Regions from separate parts of the Oryctolagus cuniculus genome. Here region 1 is linked to region 2. A link is a contact called in public Micro-C data. All regions are on one chromosome and are shown on one strand. The core of a region is the stretch at or near the end of the contact, and the rest is flanking DNA. Distances in the headings are between cores, read along the strand shown. Region 1 overlaps AHNAK (AHNAK nucleoprotein). Region 2 holds the start of AHNAK (AHNAK nucleoprotein).

Region 1 (6,213 bases), core at 37-2,536, 41 kb before region 2:
CAAGAGACAAGTCATTTATGGAAAAACACGGTGTCAAGTAGAGTGAAAAGAACAAAAAGCCAGCCCCTTCCTGGCAGGCCTCCAACTTTTCCCACCTGGCACTCTTCCCTCCCGCAGACAGTTAAATTCCTAGAATTTATTTTCTAGGAATTTAGACAATCCGCGCCGACTGCACCTGACTTCCCTATCTGCCTGAAGGGCCCACTTGAAATTCAAGTTCTGAGCCAGACTTGCAGTCTTACAAATAGAAAATGCCCTGTCATTGCTCTCCCCCTGCCTGCTCGCGTGCCAGCCCGCCCCACACCGGCCCTCGGGAGGCCCAGCTGGCAGCTATGGGCCCTGTTAGTGACCACACGCCCAGGTGAAACTCCAGGCTGTCAAAAACCCTCCCCTTCCGCTGAGCTGCAGGAGGGGTGGGAAGGCGAGGCCACCCCTAGCGAGGCGGGGACCGGGTGGTGGGTGCTTTGCTGTGGTTCCGCACCCAGGACTGCGTCAAGCTCCCGGGTGAACAAAGCAGGCTGTGCCTCTCTACTCACGCCGTGAGGCTTTGCCAAAAGGAACTCCTGTCCAGAACACCCTGAGCTGGCCCGAAATAACCACCAGGAGGGACCCCCGCCTCCCGGCCCAAAGCCCCCTTCCAAGCTCGAGCGTTCAGAAGTGTTAAACACGTGCAACCCCGATCTCTCCATGAGAGGAGTTTGTCAGGGTACAAGTCTTGTCGTTTGAGCAAAGTCTGAGTAGAGGGAAAAGCTTGGCGTCTGGGGCTTGGGGACTCACCAGGATAAGGGGTGACCTCCGATGGCCAGGCTTTGGGAAGTGTGACCTCGGCCCCCTCCAACCCCGTCCCTGTCCCCCACCCCCACCCCTGTGCCTCTCCCTCCTCCTCCCCAGTCCAGACCCGCTGGGTGCGCAGCAAGGCACGGGGCTCCCAGCCACCCTCAGCGGATAAAACTCTGCCTGGCAATGGGCCGAGGCCGGGGATGCGGCCTGGGCTTTGACCGGTGGGTAGGCAGGGCGCGGCGGCGAGCAGCAAGCCCACAGGGCTCAAGGGCGTCGCTCGCTTCTGGTCGCCGCAGATGTTGCAAGCACGCTGCTTTAGTTAGCTTGTGAAACTGACTGAGGGCGCCAGGGAGACACGCAGAAGGGGAGCGGGGCTAACGTCCCCCCATGGTCCCCCTGGGCGCCACCCTGCTCCCTCCGGTTTCTTCCCTTCCCGCTCCACGCCCTATTCCTGCCGCGCCTCCCCACCCGGGCCTTCTCGAATGCACCCTGGGCTGTGCGGCCCGGGCTCCTCCCCGAGGCGGGGCGCGCGGGTAGGAGGTGCGGGGCGGCTCCGTCCCGCCCAGGAAGCCGAGATCCAGCATCCGCGTTTTTCTGCGGCCAGGCTCAAATCCGCCTCCGCCCAGAGCCAGCGGGGCCGGCAGGTGGGGAGAGTCGAGGGGAACAGTCGCGGCTGCGGACAGCCCTGCTCTACCCGCAAGTCCTCTCGGAGTTTCCAGACCCTCGCCCAGCCGGGGGCTTCGCCCCACAGCGCCCCCGCCGGCCGCACAGCGATCCCGGCCTGCGCTCCTGCAGCGCGGGTGCGGCCTTTCCCCAGCCGGCCCCTGGCCTTGCGGGCGGGACCTAGTGGGCGGGCTGAGTAGAAAACACGCTTGGTTGTAATCTACCCCTTGTTTATCTCCCTGGAAGGACCGGGGCGGTACTGGGCGAGAGGAGCTGGCAGCCCCCCAACCTTCCCTCTGTGGGAGACCTGGAGCCCACCTGCTCCGCGCACAGTGGGCCAACAGGTGTGAGGGACAAGGTGTTTCCTTGCAGGTCTGGACCTGGAAGCTGCCGCCGCCTGCATCCGGAGCCTCTCTCCGGATACAGAGACACGCACCACACCCTCCCTTCGTCTCTTGCTCCGGCCAGCCTGCCCTGGCCCTTGACTTCCACACTCTCACTCCTGCTGTCCCTCTGCTGGGAATGCCCTACCCCACCCTCCGCCCCAGACCTTGCAAACTTGTGCACTGCTACGAGCCTTCCTGGCGCGGGAGCAAGCAGAATGCAAGCTTCTCAGTCGGATCAGACCCCAGCGTGAGTGCTGTGTGACCCTACCCATACTGCTTAGCTTCTCTGAGCCTCCCCTTCTTTGCCTACTAAAAGAAAAATAATACCCACCTCATGGGGTTGCTGTGGAAATCAAGAGTTGAGGCACACATCGCATAACCCAAAGTTAATATATAGGAGTACAGGAATCCTTAGCACTTAGAATCTCTACCACGTGCTAAGCACATCATATATGTTCGTTTACATCATCCTCACAACCATTCTGTGAGAGAGGTACCAACTCATCCCTCTGATAGATCAAGAAACAGGCACAGAAGGTTTGGCTCACTTGCCCTGCAGTTGCGGAACTGGCATCTATTACTGCTGTTATTTCCCTAATAGACAGCAGCTTGGCGAAGCAATGGGCTTTGCACACAGAACTGCTTCATAGGGGCGTACGCCGTGTAGCTGGTGAAGCCACTGCCTGCAATGCAAGCATCCCATGTGGGTGCTGGTTTGAATCCCAGCTGCTCCGCTTGCCATCCAGCTCTTTGCTAATGTGCCTGGGAAAAGCAGCAGATGGTCCAAGTGCTTGAGCCCCTGCACCCACAAGGGAGACCCAGAAGAAGCTCCTGGCTTTGGCCTGACTCAACCCTGGCCTTTGCAACCATTTGGGCAGTGAACCAGCAACTAGAAGATCTCTGTCTCCTTCTCTCTCTGTAACTCTGCCTTTCAAATACAGTAAATAAATATTTTTAAACAAACTGCTTAATAACTAGTTTCAGTGATGATAAAACATCCCAAGACCCTAAAAAATTCACAAAACTTCCCATTTCCTAAAAACTTCCCCAAGGAAAAAAATTCCCACCTTCCTCAGGAAAACATCAATAGCAACACAGAAAGGGAAAAAAAAATATTTGTGTGTGTCTGTGTCTGTGTCTGTGTTTCTCTGTGTGTGTGTGTTATTTCTTGATCTGAGGGGTCGGTGCTGTGGTATGGCAGGCAAAGTTGCCGCCTGAAGTGCCGGCATCCCAAATGGGTGCTGGTTCTAGTCCCGGCTGCTCCACTTCTGATCCAGCTCTCTGGCCTGAGTCCTTGGGCTCCTGCACCCGCATGGGAGACCCAGAAGAAGCTCCTAGCTCCTGGCTTTATATCGGCGCAGCCCCAGACATTGCAGCCAACTGGGGAGTGAACCAGCGGATGGAAGACCTCTCTCTCTGCCTCTCCTTCTCTCTCTCTAACTCTGACTTTCAAATAAATAAATATTTATTTATTTCTTGATCTGAAACCTTGCAGGGCCATCTCTTCCGAGCTCTCTGAGTTGAGAAAAATCACTTCTCTTCTCCCAGCCTCACCTTTCTGGTCTGTAGCGTGGAGCCTCACTGCCCCCTTGCCTGGGTGGAGCTGAGAACCCAGGGTGCAATCTCAGGACATAAAGTACTTTGTGGGCTAGAACACCCCGTCCAAAGACAAAGCGGGTTCATCACCCATAACCTTTCCCTTCCCTGGCCCTGCTACTGGGAAGCTTTTCTGGCAGAGCCAGGCCTCAAGTTGTATTGGAAAATAACAGAGGTATTAAGGGGAAGTGAAAGCGCCCTCCCCAGCAGATTGCTCCCTACACATCTGCTGTGGCCCGCACGGCTTTCCTGCTAGGAGCGCTCAGTCTTAGAAAGCACTTGAGGCTGCCCGACGCCAAGGGCAGTTCAGAGGCTGGTAAACAGCACATGGCATTCTCGGCCCGTGGCAGGCATTCCTGCACAGAATTCTTTGTCCTCGTGAGCAAAGACAGAGGGCTGCTCTGTGCTGCAAAGCCCAGAGCCAGAACCCATTTTTCAAACCCCTACCCTGGAGCATGCCAAGGCCAAGTGTGCCACTGGCCCTTTCAAGTGTGCCTGCAAAATAAACTTGCCCAAACTTGGACTTCTTGCTTGAAAACTCAGGCAAATTTGCTCATTCCAATGGGAAGCCATGGCAGCGTTGCGCAGAAGCTTGGCTGTCCCCTGCTCAGCCAAGGAGCCGGAATGAACACACCTCTCCTTTGCTTTCCACTTCCAAGGGGATGCCTTGGAAAGCACCCCCATGGCTGTGTGGTTTTCTTGCCCCTACGTGCATAACCCGAGCCTAACCGTGGGGTCACGTAGTCATCAGACCAACCCTGACCCAAGCATATTTCTCCAGAACAACTGGTCCCGTACACTTCTAAAAGTATCAACATCACGAATGACAACAAAAAGCTGTGAAACTATTCCAGATAGAAGAAATACAGAAACCAAGACAATAGAATGCCAAGTGGGGTCCTAGATGATGGAAGCCCACATGGGAAAAAAATGACATTGCTGTAAAGGAAATGATTGGAGCAATTTGTGAGATGTTAATGTGGACTACATGTGAGATCATGTACCAACGTTACGTTTCCTGAAGTTAAATTTTGTTTTTGGGTTACATGAGAAATGTCCACATGTACTGAAGTATTTAGGGATAGAGTCATGAGGTCTGAAATTTACTCTCAAAGGATTCATCAGAAATAAGGGTAATGATAACATATATATAATGCATGATTTAAGAGAGATATTTAAGCAAACAAGGTAAATGTTAACAATTGGAGAGTCCAAGGGAGAGACGCAGTGGATGAGGCTTTGGGACACCAGCATCCCATTTTGGAGTGCCTGGGTCCAAGTTAGGCTCTTCTTCTGATTCCAACTTCCTGCTAATGCATGGCTGGGGGGTGGTGACAAGTGCGTGGGCTCCTGCCATCCATATGGGAGACCCAGATGGAGTTCCAGGTCCCTGGCTTCACCCTGTCCTGGCCCTAGCTGTTGCAGGCACTTGATGAGTAAACCAGTGGATGGAAGATCTCTGTGTCTCTCAGCCCTTCCAGTAAAAGTAAAAAAAAATAAAAAAAAAAGTTTAAAAAATAAAACGATTGGAGATTCCAATTGAAAGACATAAGAAATGCATTGTGTTGGGGCTGGCGGTGTGGCACAGTGGGTTAAGCCACTGCCTGTGATGCTGGCATCCCATGTAAGCACCAGTTTGAGTCCCCACTATTCCACTTCCAATCCAGCTCCCTGCTAATGCACCTGGGAGAGCAGCAGAAGATGCCCAAAGCCCTTGGGCCCTGCACCACATGGGGGACCCAGAAGAAGCCTCCAGCCATTGCAGCCATCTGGGGAGTGAGCCAGCGGATGAAAGACCTCTCTCTCTCTCTCTCTCTCTCTCTCTCTCCTCTCTCTGTGTCTGCCTCTCTGTAACTCTGCCTTTCAAGTGAATAAATAAATCTTTTTAATAAATAAATACATTTATAAGAAACCTTTAGTTGGGGCCGGCACTGTGGCACAGTAGGCGCCGGCATCCCATATGGGTGCCGGTTCTAGTCCCGGCTGCTCCTCTTTCAGTCCAGGAAAACAGTAGAAGATGGCCCAAGTCCTTGGGCCCCTGCACCCATGTGGGAGACCATGAAGAAGCACCGGGCTCCTGGCTTTGGATTGGCACAGCTCCAGCCATTGCGGCCATTTGGGGAGTGAACCAACAGAAGGAAGACCTTTCTCTCGGTCTCTCCCTCTCACTGTCTGTAACTTTACCTCTCAAATAAAATTTTTTTAAAATTAAAAATTAAAAAAAAGAAACCTCTAGTTACAGACTTAGCTGTGTCTCCCAGATACTATTTCTTAGTGTCTTAGCTAACGCAAGCTACCAAAGAATTCACATGGCACCCTGAAGTGGGACATGTACAAAGCTATTGCACGAAGTTCATGGAAAAAATGGAATCTTAAGTATCTTACTGCAGAAAGCTTTTTGGAATCCATGCATAGTTTTTGCATAACATGCATTTTCCAGTGCAATGAAAAAGTCTTGCTTTAGGAGACGTAGCAGTGTTTCAACAGCGCTACCTCTTGCTCACAACATTCAAGACAACTTCCCAGCCACATGAAAAATGATTTGCACTGCATTCATTACTCCTGACCTGAAACGGTTGCTTCTTAGGGGATCACAGCCTGTTAGAATTGGCAAGGACTCCAGACAATGCTTTATCCATGTGACAAGTAAAAAAAATAAATAAATAAAAATAAATACGGCCCAGCCAGTTCAAGTCCTGGCTCTGCCACTTCTGATCCAGCTCCCTGCTAATGCCTCTGGGGAAGCAGTGGAAGATGGTCTCCCATGTGGGAGACCCAGATGGAGTTC
Region 2 (5,994 bases), core at 448-2,947:
GGATAGCTCTCCGGGTCTTTCTCTAAGGACCCCGCGTCCGTAGGAGGCTCCCACGCTGCCTTTCCGCAAATCCGCTCCCCAACACCTCGCCCTACCCTCCCCGCGGCCAGCGCCACGCCCTGTAAGCGCAGGAGCACACACCGTGCAGAGACGAGCCAGAGCCGTCCACCACCTGGCCGTCGGGGCTCAGAGCTGCGAAGTCCCCCGGACCCCTGTCCGCCCCCTCTCACGAGGGGCGCGGCCAGCCCTGCTCCGGGCCCCTCAAAGCTCTCCTGGTAGGCGCCACAAGGGGCTGCGCCCCCACACACGGCGCTGGCACTGCAGGGGGCGCCCAGCCCCGCGCACTGCACACCCCTCCCTGCCTGAGAGCCTTACATAACACCGTTCTGTGCACACACCCTAAGCACGCTGCCTTTCCAGCCCGCCGCGGGACCGCGCTCCCCCGCGCTCACTCCTGGCGCGCACCGACTGGGCGCACGGTTCCAAGGAGGGGAGCTAAGACCTCCTCCGACGCCGAGTCCGGCTTCTGCCCCCCACCGCCCACACACGGCCCCTTTCCCCCTCCCCTTTGCCCCTCACCACTCCCCCCGAGTTCTGGTTTGAATTAGTCACCGGCTCCAACCACCACATTCCTAAGGCTGCTGGCGCCGGGCCAGGCGCTGGGGCGGGGGCCATCCCGCCCGGACGGGTTTGGGAGTTGGGTGGAGGAGAAAGTGCCGCCTCTGGAGGGGAAGGGGCGGTCCCGAGGGCTGCACAGCCCCCCTCCCCGCCCACCCCAGTGCAGGAATCTCCCTAATTATGGCCCCCACCCCCACTCCCACCCAACCCGCAGGGAGGCGCGCTACGAACTTCCAGGCTCGGCGGCTCTGGAGGAAGAAGGGAGTTCTCTGGAGCGGGGAACGCGGAGGGGCAAGACTAGGGCGGGGCAGCTGGAAGGGGCTGAGGGGGCTGCCAGGAGCGAGAAAGGGAGAGGCCGGCGGGTGCAGAAGCGGGTGGGGCTGGGAGGACTCGGGACGCGAGGCCCGGGCGGAGGTGCGGGAGCACGGAAGGACAGCGGCAGGGGCGCGGGCGTGGACGCCGGGGAGGGGCCGGGGGCTGCGGCGGCGAGCTCGGAAACTTCTCCAGTAAACAAGGCACAGGAACGGAGCGGCGCACGGAGCCACCGCCCCATGGAGTGAGGGTGTGGGACGGGGACCCCCCCACACACACACACACCCAGGCCAGGAGCTGGGCGCCCGGCGATGCAGCGGGGGGCCAACAGTCTGCTCTCGAGCGAAATTCGCAGCGGAGCAAAGCGCACTTGAGAGCAATTTTCCCAACTTTGCTCAACTTGCGCCCCAACTCCGGAGGCGAGAGCTCCGCTCCCCAGGCGCGAGGGAGGCCTTGGGCGGCCCAGCTTGCCCCAAACTGTCTGGAGCCTCACAGCGCCGTCCCCACGCACACACACCCACGCGCCTCGCCCAAGCCCGCCCCGCAACCCACCTCCCTGACACGTTCTCGTGCCCTGACCCCCGATCGCGCCACGGTGTGTCCCGAGCCCCTACCTGTGCGCTCAGCCCCAGGGCACAGCCATAGCCGGCGCCGGGCGCGAGGTCGCGGTGCTGCGGCTGCTGGCGGTGGCGGTGGCGAGCCCCGGTCGGGGCGGGTCCGGCAGGGCGGGCGGTGCAGTCCCCGCGGCAGAGCTGCTCCGAGTGGCCGGGCCCCCGCGCGCGGAGGCGGCTCTTGTAACTCCGGCTCCAGCGGGCGGGTCTGCCCGGAGCTGTGGGGAGAGGGCGGGGCCGGGCGGGGCCCGAACGGGTCTGGGACGAGCGAGTGGGGCCAACAGAGCAGGGACCGGGGAGTGGGCTGCTGCGGGTTCGCGAAGGGGCTCGGGGACACGGGGCGTCGGCTCCTCCCTCATCGCGCCCCTCGCCCTCTGCCGGGACCCACCCTCCAATGTGTGCAGGGTGTGATTTCATCGGTGAGAAACTCCTGGAAGCTCCCCGAGGCTCATCCTCACAGCTGGAACTGGGAATTCCCATTTCACTGGAGGGGCCGTGGGACCTTGGAGGTGCAGCCGCGGCCCACGGCCTGACGCAGACGTTTTAGGACTCTCAACTCAGGGAACTGCGCTTCCTCTCCTGGCTCCTGAGCTCCGTGCCCCGCGCCCATTTCTCGCGTTCTCTCTTTCGGGGTAGGGGGCAAGAATCAGCTTAGAGCCGCGGGCCCCACTTCCAGGGCTTAGGGTCACCGGGGCATTGCAGCGACGCGCGGGAGTCAGGCCGGCAGTCCCTGGAGGCGGCCCCGGCTGCCCACCTTCCACTCCAGACACCCCCTCCCAAGGCCAGGAGTCACAGCCGCAGCTTTCCCTCGGCCCCCCCCTCCCGTCTGCTGGAGCCCCTCTCTGAGCTCCTCCTCCACCTCCTCACTTGCAGGACTCTTTTCCAGTTTACAACCAATTCCCACAGCAACTTCTAACTACATGGAGATCTTATTAAACGCTTAATGATGGGGTGCAAGCTACACACCCCCTTCCTCTCCCCCCCCCCCCAGTGACTCCTCTTATCCTGCCCTCCTAGGTGGCCACCCACTGCCTGCTCCAAGCCAGTTTCCCTTCCTTCTCTTAGGCTGGAGGGCTGAGAAGGCCTGGCGCAGGCCGGAGCGCCTTTCTCTCTGCAGAATCAGGAGTGGGCTGGGGCTGAGACCAGCTTGGCCCTGTCCTCTGAAATGGCAAACATGTTTACAGGCTAAAAATACCCGGCAGTCAACCAGCTCTTCTGCCAGCCCTGGGGGCTGTGTCCAGGTCCAGTTACCCACACAGGGTACAGGCCCTGGGGGGGAGGGAAGAGACAGCAAGAGGCACTACAGACATGCAGGCACTCATGTAATGGACACAGAAAGGTGGAGACACTGCATAGACATTCAGACAGGCACAGACATGCAGAGAAACACAGGCGAGGCAGATCCGGCCACCAGCATTCTCCCTGTCTTTACCTCTCTCTGTGTCTCTCTCGCTCAGACACACACACACACACACACACACACACACACATACAGGTAAAAGACAGAGTTACAGAGAGAAGGAGAAACAGAGAGATCTTCCATCCACTGGTTCACTCCCACAATAACTGGACTGGGCCACAAGGAAGCTAGGAGCTTCTTCCAGGTCTCCCACATGAGTGCAGGGGCCCAAGCACTTGGACCATCCTCCACTGCCTTTCCAGGAGCATTAGCAGGGAGTTGGATCGGAAATAGAGCAGCCAGGACTCTCTTATATGGACTGGTGCCCGTATGAGACACCCGTGCTGCAGGCCGTGGCTTTAACCCACTGCACCACAGCGCCAGCCCCTGGCTTTTTACATTTTATTTTATTTTAAATAACATTGCTTCAGCTTGTTGGCTTTTTAAATATAGATTAAGATAAAGTGGCCTGTAATCCTACAAAGCAGATAATCTCTGTTGACATTTAAATAAAATCAATACCTCCACATGGTGAAGAATTTAAACAATACAAAAAGAATAAAAGTGACATCCACATCCTTCCATACCCCAGTCCCTCTCCCTTCCCGAAGTAACCACTTTTAACAGTTTGCCAAAATGTTTTTAACTTTCTTTTTACCCCATGAAAGAGCAAGTGTTCTCAGTGTATATGAAAATAGGAGTTGATCGACATCTAAGTTTTTGATTGACATCTAAGTTATCAGAAAGATAGCTCTGGTAGGACATATGCCATGAAAACACAGGTTGGAGGGAGGAAAAGGAAACAGAGAAGCTGAGAGCATGGACATTGTGCCTTCACCCCAGCCCCAGCAGGCCCTCAGGAGCTAAAGAGCAGAGGTGAGCGTCCTGGGCTCAGAGCCAACCTATCTGCTCCATTGTTTGTTCTGGCCACCCTCTTGGTCAACAGGGAAGAAGGCAGGAGGGTGAGGCTGGTCTGGAGAGCAGCTACAGAGCAGGGATCACTGTGCAGGTACTTCATTGGGGGGGGAATAGTGTGTCAGGATCACTTAGAGTGTGTGGTTCTGCAGGCTGGCTCCTCTCCATTCCAGGCTAGGAGGTTAGAGAAGGAGTAACAGCCACCCTGCCCCCTAAAACTCCGGGACCGTAGGTGGGCCTGGTGTAGCAATTAAGAGTCAGCTTGGGACGCCTGCAGCCCGTATCGGAATCCCTGGATTCACTCCCCCTTCCAGCTTCCTGCAGCTGTGCACCTGTGATGGCTGCAGTACTTGAGTTCCTGCCACCCATGGGGGCGACCCAGACCAAGTTCCAGACTCCTGGCTTCAGCCTGGCCCAGCCTCTGCTCTCATCAGCATTTGGGGAGTGAACCAGCAGATAGTCTCTCTCTCCCTCTCTCTCTCTCTCCAACAATCTAACTTAATAAATATAATTTTTACAATTTTTTTAAATCCATGTTTATGCTGGCTACCATCAGAGGTGGAGCTTCCTAGGTCGGCGTCCTCAGCGCGCGGAAGTGGAATACTTTCAGAGGTTGTCAAGGTGTAAGTGCAAGCATACACACTTTTGGAAGCTTCTGCCACCCTCCTTCTTGTGCCTAGCACTGAAGCCCTCCTCACCCACCCCCCAAAGCTCCCTTCATAGTGATTGTGTCTAACCTAGCAGCAGGGACTTTTATGTCAGCTCATTAACGCACACACCCTGGGAGGGAGGCTGGCACTAAGGCTTAGCGATCAACCTAAAGTTATAAAACTTGGAGAAGCAGGAGTCAGAGCTCCCACCAGCACTTGAGCTCCATGAAGGCAGGGGCATTTGCCCTCCGCAAGCCTGCAGCAGTGGCTGGCACACTGCAGTCTGTCTTCACGGCTGAGTGAGCTCAGACGCAGCCTGTCACTCTTGATGTCACATTTCCCCCAGGGCTCTCAACCCCCAGGGGGCAATTCCCCTACCTGTAGATCTCCCAGGCAACTGCACAAACATTTTGTGTGTGTCCAGCACTGGGTGGGGGACCTGTGATGGTGCTAGGGCTCATAGAGAACCCGGCAAGACACCCCCTTTACTTTGTCCTCTGAGTTCTTTGGCTCCTGTGCTTGGAGAAAACTGGAAGCTATTTTTTCTACTAGGTCTTCTACACTGCCACCTCCCCCAAACACACACACACACACACACACACACCCTATATCTCAGCATTGCAAGCAAAACCTATCATCTCAAAGATTCCAGGCACCTTTGTCAAAATAAGGTGACTATCAGGGAGAAGGCAGGTCTTCCTGCCGCCTTCAGAGCTGTGCCACACCACAGCCCTCCAGACTCCCTGGCAAAGCTAAGTGAGTTCTAGGACTGTCATCCCCGGGATCCCCCAGCTTCCCCAGAAGCGACACTCCCTCCCCTCCCGGGGGAGGGGGTTCCCTGATATGATTGTGTGTGCAGTGAACCTTGGGCTGCTCTGTTGCCTGGCAACACGTCTATGTTTTGTTCCTATTATGCATGTTTCCAAGGTAACCACCGAAGGGAGCTCTGTGGGCAGGGCCCTGGCCAGGGGATTCCCCTTCCCGTCCTTTCTAGGCAGTCCTCTTTTCTGAAACCAGCATGTTGCAGGGAAGGAAAGAGGCTGGCGGCTCAGAGGGTAATCGTTCTTTAAACTCTGATCCCAGAAAGGAAGCAACATGTGCGTCAGTGGTGTGTGCGTGCGTGTGCGTGTGTGTGTGTTTATGTGTGTGTTTGCTCTCTCTTTAGAAGCACACTCCTTGCCCAGGAGGGACCGTTCGTATGCTGGAATCAGAGACCTCACCCCCCAACCCCATACACCCACCAGCCCTGGGCTTAGCATCCCTGCCAAACAGGTCCTTCTCCACTCCCTTCAGCACTTCCTAATCTGTCATCTTTCTCAGTCAAATAGCAAACCTGTTGGGTGATTCTGGAATGCAAACATTACTTCCTAAGCAATTCTCAAACCCCAACCCCCTAACTCTAAGAAGTCAAGTAAGATCAGCCTTCCCCAGTCCAGCTCAAATCCTGGCCCACATTTAAACCTGAAACTTCAAATCAGGAGTTCCTGAA

What was found. A called contact is a pair of places that touch in the nucleus more often than the background predicts.
Region 1: a Micro-C map of ear pinna shows a contact between it and region 2, with 2.9 times the contacts expected there. The contact joins the enhancer-like site here to the promoter of AHNAK in region 2. A contact is called at or near these places in 4 of 6 Hi-C or Micro-C datasets (ear pinna, liver, psoas muscle and 1 more).

Annotation. Positions count from the first base shown.
Region 1 is chr1:9,036,179-9,042,391 of mOryCun1.1, reverse strand. The region is part of intron 4 of AHNAK (AHNAK nucleoprotein); the gene reads right to left. Among named protein-coding and RNA genes, the nearest start is that of AHNAK, 39 kb to the right of the region's middle. Within about 2 kb of position 1,286, at least 7 of the 8 cell types and tissues checked have an H3K27ac peak or open chromatin away from gene starts, as enhancers often do. A contact at or near this core is called in ear pinna, where this site is marked.
Region 2 is chr1:8,996,121-9,002,114 of mOryCun1.1, reverse strand. AHNAK (AHNAK nucleoprotein) reads right to left here and starts at 1,697. Exons shown (of 6, transcript XM_070069462.1): 1 at 1,545-1,697. LOC138848777 (a long non-coding RNA gene) reads left to right here and starts at 5,452. Exons shown (of 2, transcript XR_011386844.1): 1 at 5,452-5,560.